2 separate regions of the Mus musculus genome follow, and region 2 is linked to region 1. Evidence: chromatin contacts called from public HiCAR-type data. All regions are on one chromosome and are shown on one strand. The core of a region is the stretch at or near the end of the contact, and the rest is flanking DNA. Distances in the headings are between cores, read along the strand shown. Region 1 holds the start of Golga5 (golgi autoantigen, golgin subfamily a, 5). Region 2 holds the start of Fam181a (family with sequence similarity 181, member A).

Region 1 (6,969 bases), core at 3,056-5,555:
CAAGAACTCGAACAATTACAAGTTCTAGATCTTATCTCCAAATACTAAATAAGAAATAAATAAGAAAGACTTTTCCCCCACAAAAGTCAAGGTCCTCAGGGTAAGAGGTTCAGCGGATAGAAGCTCTTGCTGCCAAGCCTCACAACCTGAGTTAAGGTCCCAGAACCTGCATGGCAGCAGGAGAGAACTCCCTCAAACTGTCCTTGATCTCTACATGTCTCTGTGGCTCATGAGTACCCACACACCTCTAGAAAATAGACATATATATTTTAAAAAATTGACATCTTCATTAGATCAAATAAACAAAAAAGATTTTTTTTATCTGATCACAATGTTTTAAAGTTAAAAAAATAGGAAAAGTAGGAAAATCTCTTATTTGTAATTAAGAGAAAATTTTAATTCAAAAGTCAAAGAAAAATCATAAATTTAGAATGTATTTACCACTTATCACATAATTTTTAAAAATCTTTGTTATTCAATAAATAAGCTTGTAAAAGAAAGACTGTAGGGTAGTGTCTAAATAAAAACTACATGAAGATTTCAAATTTTTTTGGAGTCAAAAAGACTAATTTTCTTTTTCTTTTTTTTCCTTTTTTTTTTTTTTTTTTAAGAGAGTTTCTCTGTGTGGAGCCCTGGGTATCCTGGAACTCATTCTGCAGACCAGGCTGGCCTAGAAACACTACTCTAAGTCAGTATAGACTAGTAGTAGACAATGCTGTTGTCCTTGTTTACACTACACACTGGCAAAGAACCTTCTCTTATACCTATAGGGAGAGATACTGCCACAGGGGATGAAGAACACTATTGAAACATCTTAACTTAGGATGGCACATCGATCTACTTAATTCTGAAAGAAACAGACTGATTGACTACCAGGACTTTGGCTCCCAGCGTTTCCTCCCATGGCCTTGGTGGTGGTTACACTGGTGTTGACAGAACTGACACCTGACGGAGAACTTGGAGAGACAGGAGCTCTGCCCTTCTCTTTCTTGACTTCCACTCTCCCAGTGGGCTCTTTTTGGGAACTGTTAAGAAAATCAAATAGCAGCTCATCATCAGGCTCTGATTTTTTCCTCCGAACAAACTGGGATGAAGGCCTAGGGGCAGACGCATGCTCGGTGGGATGGGTGGCATCCCCGACTGTCCTGGATCCGACTTTCACGTTCGCTGTGCCAGCTAGGATCGTGGCTTTCTGATGTCGGATGTTATCAGCAGCTGAGGAAATATAGTTAGCTTTCTGTCCGGTCTGGTAATTTGAATCTGTGTTTTGCTGCTGAAGTTCAGGATAGTCAGTATTTTTGCTATAAAAGATGTTGCTGGTATTCTCCTTTCTGAGAGCTGTTGCAGCCCCCTGATCCACTCGGTTTAAAAGATCTTCAGCCCTTCCAGCAAGATCAGCAAACCAAGACATGATGGTAGCAAAGCAATCCTACTGATGAACCTGTTTAAAAAAAAAAAAAAAGACACGATTTGATCACTGTCTTCTGGAAAGGTTTCTGGGTTAAAATCCTAACCTGGGGGCTGGTGAGATGGCTCAGTGGGTAAGAGCACCCGACTACTCTTTTTTTACTATTTTTTACAATTACTACTATTTTCCTTATTATTTCAACAAACATAGCAAAAACATGTTACAGACTGTGCTGTGTTCCCCAAAATTCACATACTGAACTCCAAACCCAAAGACTTCAGAACGTCACGTAATAGAAACAGGGTCTTTGGGCTACAGAAATGGCTCAGTGGTTAAGAGCACTGACTGCTGCTCTTCCAGAGGTTCTGAGTTCAAATCCCAGCAACCACATGGTGGCTCACAACCACCTGTAATGGGAATTCGATGCCCTCTTCTGGTATGTCTGAAGACAACAACAGTGTACTCATATACATAAAATAAATCTAAAAAAGAAAAAAGAAACACAGACTTTAAAGATGTAATTTAAACTGATGTCTATTATTAGAAGAGATATATACACAAATAGTCATAAAGAGAGACCATGTAAAAGCAGGAGAGAAGACAGCTAGCTCTAAGGCAAAAGGAAATCCTCAGAAGTCAGCCTTCAGACAGCTGAGCAGGTAAAAGCCCTAGCCCTGAAGCTTGACAGTCTGAATTCAAACCACAGAACCTACTGATGAATGAGGCAGAAGCCCCAAGAAAATTGTCCTCTGGTCACAAATATGCCCACATTTACAAGTGCACACACAACTAGTAAGTAAAATAATAATAATATAAACAAGTCAACCTAGCCAATACCTTTATTGTGGCCTTAGAACTGTGAGAAAAGTCAATTTCTACTGTTAATCCCTCTGGCCTATGATACTTTTTCATGGGTGTCATAACAAACTCATACAGGATTCAAACAGAAAAAAAAAAATGCTTGGCAAAATTCCAGCACAACCAAATAAAAAGCCTCTGAAATTTGTTTCAAAGGGCTGAACTTGGAAAAAAAAAAAAGAAAACAGAAAAACAAAACAAAACAAACCAAGAAACCCCACTTGATTATCACAAAGTTACTACTGTTAAAGTGAAGCACTCCTGCTAGGTGGTGGTGGCACAGGCCTTTATTCCCAGCACTTGGGAGGCAGAGGCAGGTGGATCTTTGAATTTGATGCTATCCCGGTCTACAGAGTGAGTTTCAGGACAGCCAGGGGATACAGAGGGAAATCCTATCTTGAAAAAACAGTAACAAACAAAACTAACAGTGAAGCACTCCTGTGATTTATGTATGCAGCATATATAGGTCTAAAGTAAATTTTCAGTAATTTAAATATTTAGTACCTACCATGTGCATGTCCAGCTGAGTTCAATTTTTTTTTTAAAAAAATGACTGTATAAATTATCTATTTAACCAACACATGGAAAAAACTTCCAGGTGCCAAAGTCAAGGCCACGAAGTAAAATTAACCTTTAAGCTGTAGAATGAAGTAAACTACAAAGTCAACAGTGTTGGTTGAATGTGGTCAGTGTCCCTTTGGCTTGGAACTATTAGATCTTGGGCTTTCTTCACTAAATTGGCATCAGAGTTGTCTTTCCTTCCCTTCTATGCTAGGTCTTTTTATTCTGTGTGCATGCCCTTCTTTTGCCTTACACTGCTTCAGGTTGTTGCAACTGTTGTTTTAAAACATGTCTCTCCCTGCTGGGGAAGGGGGAGTGGGTGGATACACACAATGCCTGGTTTGCTCAATGATAAATTCCAATTCTAGCCCACACACAGGCACTCCTAGAAACACTACTGAAGTAATTCATCCTTATATGTCAAGTGTTGTGCAAACACTATCACTAAAAATAATATAATATAAAAATAAAATAATAAAAATAATATAGTAACATAATGCTCAGCTACATTATATGGCAAACTGTAAAGTCCTTTAGAAACAAATAAAGATGGATATGGCTTAGAAAGATCCTGGAACTTCGATGGCACCTCAGACACTGGAATCTAGGTCAACCTAGAGGTAAACCCACCTTTTAACCTCTCCGCTCTAACCTCGTCGGAAGTTAACTGTTTCAACACACTCTTTAGGAAACCCATTTAAGTGTGTATTTCAATTTATGAGAAACCAAATGAAAAAGGAATGTAACATGCCTTCTGACTTATAAAACGTTACACAAGCTCGATGTAAAAATTAGTGATGAGCGAGAGAAAAGTAGCTCTCCTAATAAAAAAAAGCCTGAAGACAATTAATGTCTTGCCTCCCATCTGAAAGTTAACGGGGCTTTAAAACATATCTTTCACGTGGATCGTAGACACTAAACCTGAGCTCTTATCTCAGTGACAGACTCCAAGAGGGGACTTCCCGTGGTGCAAAGCCACCGGGAAGGTCAGATGTCACACAGAGGCGGGGGTCAGGGGTCAGGCCCGGCGGTGTGACCACGGGTCCCCGAGAGGCGAGAACACATCGTACTGGGTCCCCAGAGCAGAGTCGGGGTGGAGGGCGGGTCAGCCTCGGTATCCGGAGGCTACGGGGCTCTGGCATCCCCTTCCTTGTCCCTGAGCGAAGACGAGCACGACAGCGCTCGGGAAAGGCGGAGACCGGGTCCCGCAGGCCAAGCCGTCCCGCCCGCGGCCTGGTCGCGCCTCACCTGAGGACGCCGAGCGGCAGCACCGCGGCCTCGTCGCCCGCCCGGGCCGCCACAGCAGCCCGCTGCTCCCGGACCTGCCGGCTAGCTCTTCCGGGAGACGTGGAAGGGCGGCGAGGACCTCAAAACAGAGTGGCCAACGAGCTGCCTGAGTGGCCGGAAGCTGAGCGCCGCCGGCCGCCTAGCAGGTCACTCAGGCGGCGGCGCCGGCGGCCGCGGGGCCCTAGCGCCAGGCCACGCCCCCTTCCGTCTGCCGCCGAACCGGGTGCCGCGCCAGCGTGCGTGTGACGTAACGCCGCCGGCACGCGGCCTCCACAACATTGCGGAGCACGCCCACAACGGGGGGCAGGGTCCCGAGCACCACAGGGGCGGGCCCAAGCCAAACTGGGCGGGGCATGAGCCGGCCCAGGCCTCTGAGCTCCTCCTCCCTTTCAAAAGTTTTACACGTGAGGATTTCGAGGCAGAGACTGGAACTGTCTAATCCCTGGGCCTGTGGGATGGTTCAGTAAATAGAGTACATAGATAAATAGCCAGGACTAACGGCCTGAGTTCTGAGTTCTGAGTTCATTCACAAAGCACACACACACACACACACACACACACACACACACACAAATTAAAAATACAAGGGCTGTGGAACAACATTATGAACTAACAGTACCCCGGAGCTCTTGACTCTAGCTGCATATGTATCAAAAGATGGCCTAGTCGGCCATCACTGGAAAGAGAGGCCCATTGGACTTGCAAACTTTATATGCCCAGTACAAGGGAACGCCAGGGCCAAAAAGTGGGAGTGGGTGGGAGGGTATGGGGGACTTTTTGGGATAGCATTGGAAATGTAAATGAGAAAAATACCTAATTTTAAAAAAACTGGGAAAGGGGATAACATTTGAAATGTAAACAAAAAAAATATCCAATTAAAAAAAAAATACAAGGGCTGGAGAGGTGGCTCAGTGGTTAAGAGCACTGGCTGCTTGCTCTTCCAGAGGTCCTGAGGTCAATGGCTCACAACCAACTGTAATGGGATGGGATCTGGTGCCCTCTCCTGGTGTGCCTGAGGGCAGCTACAGTGTACTCATATAAATGAAATAAATCTTTAAAAGAAAAAAAGAATACAATTTAAAGGGATGGGGTGAAGAACTCGGGAAGGGGGGACCAGTAAGGGGGGCAACATTTGGAATGTAAATACATAAAATAGTATAAGAAAAAAAATAAAAGAATACAATTTTTTAAAAAGAACCTGCTTTCAAGTGACAGAGATGGATTTTGCCTAAACTAATGAATCAACAATAGTTCAGAGCCTTTTGTAAACCAAGAGAAACAGGGAGAAGTATCCCGAGGTAGGAAAATAAGTCAGTTTGTGAGGGTTCCTTGTAGAAAAGATAACTTGAACTGAGACTATTATTCAATAGTGCTATAGTTATATTTTGCATACAGCTCACAGACTTTTTGAAATGGGTTTTTAAAAAGAAAATCTGTGTTCAATAATTCACTGAAGGCTACATCTACTGGGTAAACAGGACCAGGCTAATTTCGCCAACTGAAAAGCCTATGGTAAATTCTCAAGTAAGTGCGTTTGGGCATTGAGGAAACTAAGACTCAGAGATGTTAAATAATCTGGTTCCAATATTATCTGTCCTTAAAAGGGAGGTGTCCATCTCACTCCAAAGTCTGTGCCCCTAGACTCAAATTTTTATTGTCTCTGCATTGAATATGGGGAATAACTACAAGCCATTTTCTTCCTATTAAGTCAGGTTTAATCCAACTCAGTAGTGAGACTAACTCCCAGCAGAAGCCGAAAATCACTGTTGCTGTGATCTTAGAGCCCTTCTTAAGTGGAGAACAGTTTCAGGATCCTTGAGCGGCTCCATTCTCACAATGCCGTAAGGAGTGTCTTGCTCTTATTGTGTGGTAACTGGCATTGCAGTTCTCAACTAATTCTAACTAAGCTGTTCTTCCTGTTAAGGGCTATTTATCATCAGTGGTTGCTAGGTGACTGTCCTACATCCCAAGATGGAGATATCCTTTCCAGCTCCACTGATGACAGTTTGATCATATGATCTACCATTCACTGCTGGAATGTAGACAGGCCTAACTATATACAAGCCTAAACGTTCAGAGTTAGGCAATGGTGTGTTTCCTCCAGTTCTTTTTCTTCTTGAGAGAGAGCAGCTCCAAGCTAGGGTTATTCTGCTAGACTGAGTCCTGAAAGGAAGAAAATGAAGCAGTAAATAGTCCACATCTAACATGTGGTCAGTTAGAAATAGTTCTTTGCAGTTACGGGCTAGTGAGATTTAAGACTGGCTTTTCCACAGCCTAACTAATGAAACCTAATACATCACCCTATTTTACAGATAAAGCACAAAATGCAGTAAGGTGTAAATGCAAACAAGTTATTTTTCTCTTGCTGTAAGAAGTTGAGACAGAATCAAATCTTCCTCAATGAAAATATTGGCCGTGGACAGGCTGCCAAAAAGTATTTTGAGGACTGGGGCTGTAGCTCAGATGATAGTGTGCTTGAGTTATAGGTATGAAGCACTGAGTTTGATCACAAACACTGCATAATTTGGGCCTGATGGTGTATGCCTATAATCCTACCACTTGGGAGATTGAGGACAAAGGATAAGAAATCATAGACATGTTCAGCTACGTGACAAGTTCAAGGCCAGCCTGGGATACACGAGACTGTAACCTGTCAGCTGAAACAAACACTTTCCTCCCAAGTTGCCTTTGGTTGTGGTGTTTACCACAGCAACAGAACCCCTCAAATGGATACAGGTCATGAAACGTTGAGCAAAATAAACTCTTCCCTTGAGTTGCTTCTTGTCAGCTATTTGATCACAGCAAGGGACAGAGAAGTTAATAAAGATGTCCCCATCTAAAAGGAGAGAGTGATG
Region 2 (6,969 bases), core at 3,163-5,662, 850 kb before region 1:
TGGGTTTTACTTGGAGCCAGACCAATACAAATTGATATTTTTCTTCTTTTCTTTCCCCTCTCCCTGCTATTAATTTATTTTGCAATGGTGGAAACCAAGCCCGGGGCTTTGTGCAAGGTAGCCACTCTACCAAACCCTGTGTTACAGTCTCAGCTCCCATCTTGGTTTTTGGTTAGGGGTTTAATCTGCTGCTGCGGCTAAGGCTGCTGTCCTCTCTCCAACATCAAACCTCCCCAGATGTGCTCCCCCCAGCCACTTCCCATATGAGGGACTGGTTTCCTGGGCTTCTGTTGGGTCATGTTTCATTAACGCAGTGGTTCTCAACCCCTTTGGGGGAGGGGTAGAATGACTCTTTCACAGGGGTTTCCCGAGACCATCAGAAAACACAGATACTTACATTGCGATTGATAACTAGCAAAATTAACAGTTATGAAGTAGCAACAAAAATAATTTCATGGATGAGGGTTACTACAACATGAGGGCTGTATTAAAGGGTCACAGCGGTAGGGAGGTTGAGAGCCACTGCATTAAAGGCTTCTGCCTTTATTGGTTAAGATTTATTATATTTATTTGTGAGTGCGAAATCCTATGAGTTCATGAACACCATGTGCGTGCAGTTTCCTATGGAGGCCAGAGAGTGTCAGATTACAGACACCTGAGCCTTCTGCTGTGGATGCTGGAAACCAAACCTGGGATCTTTGCAAGAGCAGTAAGTGCTCTTAACTACTGTCTCTTTGGTCCCAGTTTCTGCTTTTAAATGAAGTCTTTCGGCTTTTAAAGGAATGGACCTGCAGGTACCGCTGGGGAAGGCAAGCCCCAGCAGGAAAACACCGATGTACCAGGACTTGGGCAGGGTGGGGCTCAGCAGCACCCGAGAACATGTGACTCTGCAGGATGGCTCCTGCTCTAGGAGTGTCATGGTGGGATAGCCAAGGCACCCATGGCAGTGAGCAGCTTTGAAGTATGACTTTCTAACCTGCCAGCATGGAAGGACCTCTAGGTGCCTAAGTGCAGGAGACAACTTCACGTAACAGGAGGACCAGACCCTTATCTATAAACAGCCCATGTAGCAAGTCTGTGCCCCGTCTCACTTTTGGGGTGAGGACATTTCAGTGTAGACAAGTATCTTGAGTAGTAGCTGGCAGGACTGGGGTGTTGAGCTCTGTTATACAGTCTGGGGGAGGCTGAGAACTGTTGCAGTGGGCTCAGAGAGTCTCTGTGATGGTGCTTTGGGGTAAAAGAGGGCACACACCTGCTTTTGGACCCTCAGTGATCTCTGAGACCAAGCATAGCCTAAGGACCTGCCCTCTCACATGCCAGAAAATGACTGAGGACATGTGTCATGTCAGCAACTGTGACTCGGAAATCTTCTGGTGCCTTTAGGCAGAAAGATCCAGAACACCACTCACATCTCCTTTGCCAGCTGCCCCCTTTCCGGTGGACTCGCTGTTCTGGTGGGCCTTGGGGGAAAAGTAGGCTAGAGGCGAAGGGCCATGTGCGGCCTCTAATCCTGGATGCCCAGTTAGCTAAGGACCATCTCGGAGGCAGGCCATGAGGGAGACAGTCAGTACTGAATACATCAGCGTACGTGACAGAGTTTCCCTGTGTGGGGAGCAGAGGCTTGCCCAGCACGAGTCTTGGCTGTGAAGAGCATAATTTGATAAACTGTGTAGCCCATCCTCGTTAGAGCATGCCTAGCTAGACCCGTGCTGGTCAGGAAGCTTTGCTGTCTGGGGGCTATCAGGATAAGCCTGTTCCTTCCCCCAGCACACACTTCTGCTGAGCCACAGATAACACTTCATTGCTATGGCTGAGAGAAATCAGAATATGATTGGATCAGTCAAAAGACTGTGCCTTTGGGGTTCTGGAGCTCTGGAATTTGGGCTTGGTTTGGTTCACTGTGGACATATAATCACTGCTCATGCTTAAAAGGAACGGCTTGGTCAAACCACTTGTCTTGGTCACGTGAAACTGACGTCCCATTTGTCCTGGTTTTCTCTCTGACCAGCACTGTGCCACTCTGGCACAGTCAGACACACCAAAATTATATCTCTACCTCCCTGAGCATCATGAACCATGGGAATCCGGACTTGGCCCACCTCTCCCTTCAGATGTCTGGACCGAACATCCTTCCCCCGAGCCCTTCCCGCATCCCCTCTCACCTCTTCCTAGGAATCAAGATGTGTTTCCCAGCACCCACCTCCAGGCATCTCAGAAGCCTCAGGCCACTCCCACCTGTAGTAGCTATTCTCTATGCCGACCCTGCATCCGGGACCATCCCACTTCATGACACCCGAGAGGTGGAAACTGGAAAAGAAATCTTTATTTTTAATTTTTTTTAACTTTCTCAATATTTACAAAGAACAGAATGAACAAGCGAGATGCCCCCTCGCCCCCCCCCCCGGGGGGGCGGGGGGTATGGCAGCTGAACAGGTGTGTGATGGGCAGCTGCCACACTAGGGTTTCACTTCCCGTGTTTTCCTGTGCCTTGGTCCACAAGCTGCAAGCTCCCTCCGCATAGGTACCTGTCTGAGGAGCCTTGTCCCTGAGGCAGCCTGGCCAGGCCCCTGCCCAGCTCCCTCCTCACACGGAGAGCTTGTCAGTGACTGACCCCCATCCTGGAGGCCAAAAGAGAGAGGGCTGAGGGTGTTCAGCTAGAGGTAGCCAAAGACATTGAAGATAGGGGGAGGCATGGCTGGCTTAGTCGGGATAGGCTTCAGAACTACGGGTCTGTACACTTTGGGCCCTGGGGTGTCCACACCCTTGCAGAAGTGGGCCAGATCCACAGGCGAGGCCAGGCTTCTCCTCCACAGGCCCAGACTGGGTACTGGGCCCTGAGGCAGGACCCCTGGGAGACCCGGGAAGATGGGCTGTCCATGGGACTGGAAAGGGCAGTAGCTCCAAGCATCCAGGCTGCCTACCAAGGATACCCCAGACATCTTGAGTGGTTCCGTGTCAGCTAGTACCCTTGGGGACATGGGCAGTGGAGCAGTCTCGGGCCCCAGGGACTCCAGACCCTTGCAGTTTTTCTTATTCTCATACAAAGATGCCTCCCTGGGGGCCAGGCCCACCTCCAGCCCCATTGGGTAGCTGAGAGTGGGCCTTGGCTCCTCCCAGAACGAGGCGGGCAGCTGTCTCTTCCTCATGGGAACCTGGCCGGGTCTAGCAGCCTCTGGATTCAGCCCCCGGAAGCCCTGATCCTTAGAAAGGCATTCCTCCCTAAAGGGGGTCCCCAGGGCCTTTTCTGTGCAGCTCCCACCCCCACCGGGGCTGGATTGGGGACAGGGATGGAGGGGTGGCCGTCCAGGCCTCTCTTCAGGTCCCCTCTGCAGGTGGGGCTCTGCCACCCTGCCAGGCAGGCCCCTAGGGAGCCGCGAGTACTTCTGAGAGAAGCGCTTGAGTTGCTTCTGCAGGTACTTGCGATGGTCCACAGAGCGGCGGCAGGGTGCGGACTTGTCCAGGGCCGCCTTGATGTCACTGGACGCCAGGTTGACAAAATTCAGAAGCATCTTCACGTCACTGTCAGCTGCCATCACCACGAGAACTGTGCAGGGCTTTCCATGAAGAGCATGGGCTCTGGAGGAGCGCACAGGGCAGACCTAGGGAACACAATGAATGCAATAGGCAGCAGGAGTCTCTCCAGGGCAGTTACGCCTTCCCCAGGGCCACCAGGACCCAATGCACACATCCTCCATTCTTCTGTCCCAAACAGAATCCACAATGGGGCTGGTGAGTCGTTATTCAGCACCTTTTGACTATCTGAGATGAGACAGGTGTCAACTATCTCATTCAGTCTTCTGGGGCCTGTTGCCCTCTTCTGGAAGTCAAGGCTCAGAAACTGCAAACACCTTGCTCAAAGCCACCCAGCTACAAGTGGCATTGCTGGGGCTACATTCCCAGTTGGTCGCATCTCCCACACATCGTGAAGGCCAGCGCGCACGACTCACCATTCAAGTTTTTATTTTCAAAGCCAAAGAAATCCTCTAAAGAAGGCCAAGCCCCCTTCCCCCTCCTTGGTGGTGGCCTTCCCCTCCCACCACCCCGCCCCCTCCGCAGTCCCCACGCTCCACCCCCAACTCTCACACAGGGCCAGGCAGGATCTCTGTCTAGCACTTAATCTAGACCTGCCTTCAAGGCTCATCCCTGCCGGCCGCAGGGACTCCCCTGTAGAAGCATCTGCAGCAATTTCATGCCTCCTCGGCCACCACCCACAGTACTGTGCCCCTCCCCCAAGGCTCTAGTCCGCTCACGCCCTGCCCTCCACCCAGCCAGGCCAAACCACTTGGGACTCCGTACTGACCGAAGGTGAAGGCCAGGGCCCCCCGCCAACGTGGCCGGCAGGTTCCCCACCGTAGACCCCCGCAAGCCTGACGAGCTGGCGTGCAGTGAGCTCCGTGCAGGCTGAGAAGCAGTTGTGCACAGCCCTTGAGTGGGCTGAATGGAGGACAAGTCCGGAGCTGGGGGGCCCTCAGGCCAATCAGGAGCGCCTCTCCAGATACAAAGCATCCCAATCAGGCGGCGGAGCCCCGGTCCCACATTCTTTGCCGTCACAAATTGTCACCATGGGGACCATCACAAAAAAAGACAGCTCCCAAATGCAATCATTTCCCGGTAAATTTCTACCCTTCAGCCCCACTTTTCTCCAGTCTCCATACCCACTCCTCCCCTTGACCTCAGTAACCTGGTTTCTTGAGGTGTGTGTGTGTGTGTGTGTGTGTGTGTGTGTGTGTGTGTGTGCGCGCAAAAAGTATTCAGGATCAAGGAGGGCTGGGCACAGTGAGACAGGCACCCAACCTTCCCCAGATACTTCAGGTCTCCAGCTGCCATGCTCCAGTGCAGACAGACAATCGGATGGGGTAAGCCGGAGTGGGCTGCTTTTCCTCTGCCCTTGAGTGTTGAGTGTGCATTCTCTGACTCTGTCTCTGGCCTCGTGTCTCTCACCTCTTTCAACCGTCCTTCCTGAAGGGTCCCCCTGGGATGGATTTGAGAGGTGCACTGATGTGGGGAAAGGTAGCCCTGGCGGGCTGGCTGAGGGGTGCTGGGATATCCATGGGAAGGGAGCCGAGGCTCTCAGGAATCTTGTCTTTATGTTTGCTTCCTCAATTGAGCTGCACAAAGCCTGAATTGCCCATTCAGTGCGGCCGGACAAAAGGGTGGCGTTGCACGGTCCCCTTGCGTTTGTAGTCAAACAGTTAGGGACTTAAATCGAGTCGTCATGATGGAGAAAGAGGTGGACAAAGCCCATAGAATTGCCATCAGCAAACATTTTCCTGTGTCATATTAGCTAGTCTCCATGGCTCCCCCTGGCCCAGGGACAATGGCACAAGTTTGCACACTTGGCTACTGTCACCGTGCCAACGCCGGCAGGGCTGCAAGCAGGGCCGCTCAGTTGGAGCAAGTGAGGGAGCCCAGGCTGCCGTGGCCCTGCCCATCAAATGCCCAGAAAGAAGGTGAGGCTGAGAGCAGCCCGGTGAAGGAGAACTGTCTGGGAAGTGCTCCCGGGCAGGGTCTCCATGCTAGCCAGCTCAGTGGACCCCCGCAGGTCCACTTTCCTCCCCTTTCCCTGTCTTTCTGTCATCTTCTTCTGTCTCCGACTGCATAGTGGCCCACAGCTTCATACCACAGGCATGGTTGCATACCCTGACTTAGGAGTGGCACCAAGAGACATCTGCTGTAGGGATGAGGCACCTGTCTAGAGTAGCCCTAAGTTCCCTCCTCTGGAGGAGACGGCCCAGGGCTAATGAGCTGCAGCTCTAACTCCAAGAGCTCCACATGCTCTCTGTGCAGAGCCAGAGCAGAACAAACAAGGGTGTGCTGCTGGCATTAGGACCCCTGTCCTGGTAACCAGCTCACATTAGACTCTCCAGAGCCCTTCGTGTGCTCTGTCCTACGTCGGCTTGGCACGGGGAAGGCCTCTGCAGCAGCCTCTGCATTAACTGTGGGCTATGCCACTGCTATCTTAATCGTCAGGGCTTTGGAAGGGGAAATTCTGCAGCATGTCCCCAGCCCATCTTGACAGGTAAGAGAGGGTCCCATGCATCATGTTCCAAACTCTTGGTACACTCTGCTGGAGATATACTCTGGGGTCCTGTGGCCACCAGGTTAGGCTCCTGCCAGCGCCTCTCAGAACCCTGGCTGCCTACATCGAGGTAGTGTGTCTCTACGTGTCTTGGACTACCCCCCTTTTACTTCCCATACATGCTGGGAGATTGCCTCACACATCCAGCCCTTGTCTGCTCCTGGCCTGTGACCTGTGGACCTTATTTCCTAGAAAAAGATGGCTCCCAGGGGTGTTGCTGTCGGCCATTCAGCTTCCTGTGAGACGGCAGCATGCCTGTGCGCTTAAGGCGCCTCACTGTAGTATTCTCGCCATGCTTCTCACGGTAGTGGGCTCTGTGGGAATCCTGTCTTAAACTGTCTTTCCAGGCTTGAGGTAGAAAGGAATAGGACAGTTCAGTGACGAAGCCCCAGCTCAGCTCACATTAGACTCTCCAGAGCCCTTCGTGTGCTCTGTCCTACGTCGGCTTGGCACGGGGAAGGCCTCTTGTCTCTGAAAGTAACTGCTTTGTCCATTCCAACGAAGACCTGCATCTTGGTGACGGGAAATGACTGGTTCTGTTTTCTTGCAGTCCAACTTTAGCAAGGTAAGGGCAGTGAGGGCTTGGCTGCAGGTTTGTCCTAGGACTATGGAAGCAGAGGGTTCCTTGGCAAAGGACCCTTAGAGCTGCTGCAAGTGGATCAATGAGATTGTCTTGTTTCCCCCTAGGAAGATGGCGCTTAAAGCAGGGGGCGGATTCCAGGCTGCACCCCGGTAGGAGTCTCTGCCGAGCTCTGCCAAAGGCAAGTGAGCTGAGCAGAGTGACTAAGTCAACCGGAGAGCAGGGCACCAGCCAACCTTCCCCTCCTCGGAGCCCCCACTGCCAGTCCCGAGACCTGTACCTCGGATCTCAGCAATGAAAAATCCTACTT

The links. HiCAR-type assays count read pairs that join an accessible place to other places.
Region 2: a HiCAR-type map of astrocytes shows a contact between it and region 1, with 2.4 times the contacts expected there. The contact joins the promoter of Fam181a here to the promoter of Golga5 in region 1. A contact is called at or near these places in 1 of 484 Hi-C or Micro-C datasets (pro-B cells) and 1 of 115 datasets of contacts at active chromatin or transcription factors (astrocytes).

What each region holds. Positions count from the first base shown.
Region 1 is chr12:102,466,470-102,473,438 of GRCm38.p6, reverse strand. Golga5 (golgi autoantigen, golgin subfamily a, 5) reads right to left here and starts at 4,305. Exons shown (of 13, transcript NM_001199004.1): 1 at 4,076-4,305; 2 at 874-1,441. The coding sequence starts at 1,411. It overlaps Gm30198 (a long non-coding RNA gene), which reads right to left. Exons shown (of 3, transcript XR_381856.1): 3 at 5,563-6,277.
Region 2 is chr12:103,312,402-103,319,370 of GRCm38.p6, reverse strand. It overlaps Fam181a (family with sequence similarity 181, member A), which reads right to left and starts at 4,412. Exons shown (of 2, transcript NM_001195726.1): 1 at 4,301-4,412; 2 at 2,306-3,599. The coding sequence starts at 3,533. The coding sequence ends at 2,655. It overlaps Gm29508 (predicted gene 29508), which reads left to right and starts at 4,602. Exons shown (of 3, transcript NR_136894.1): 1 at 4,602-4,856; 2 at 6,427-6,644; 3 at 6,767-6,969.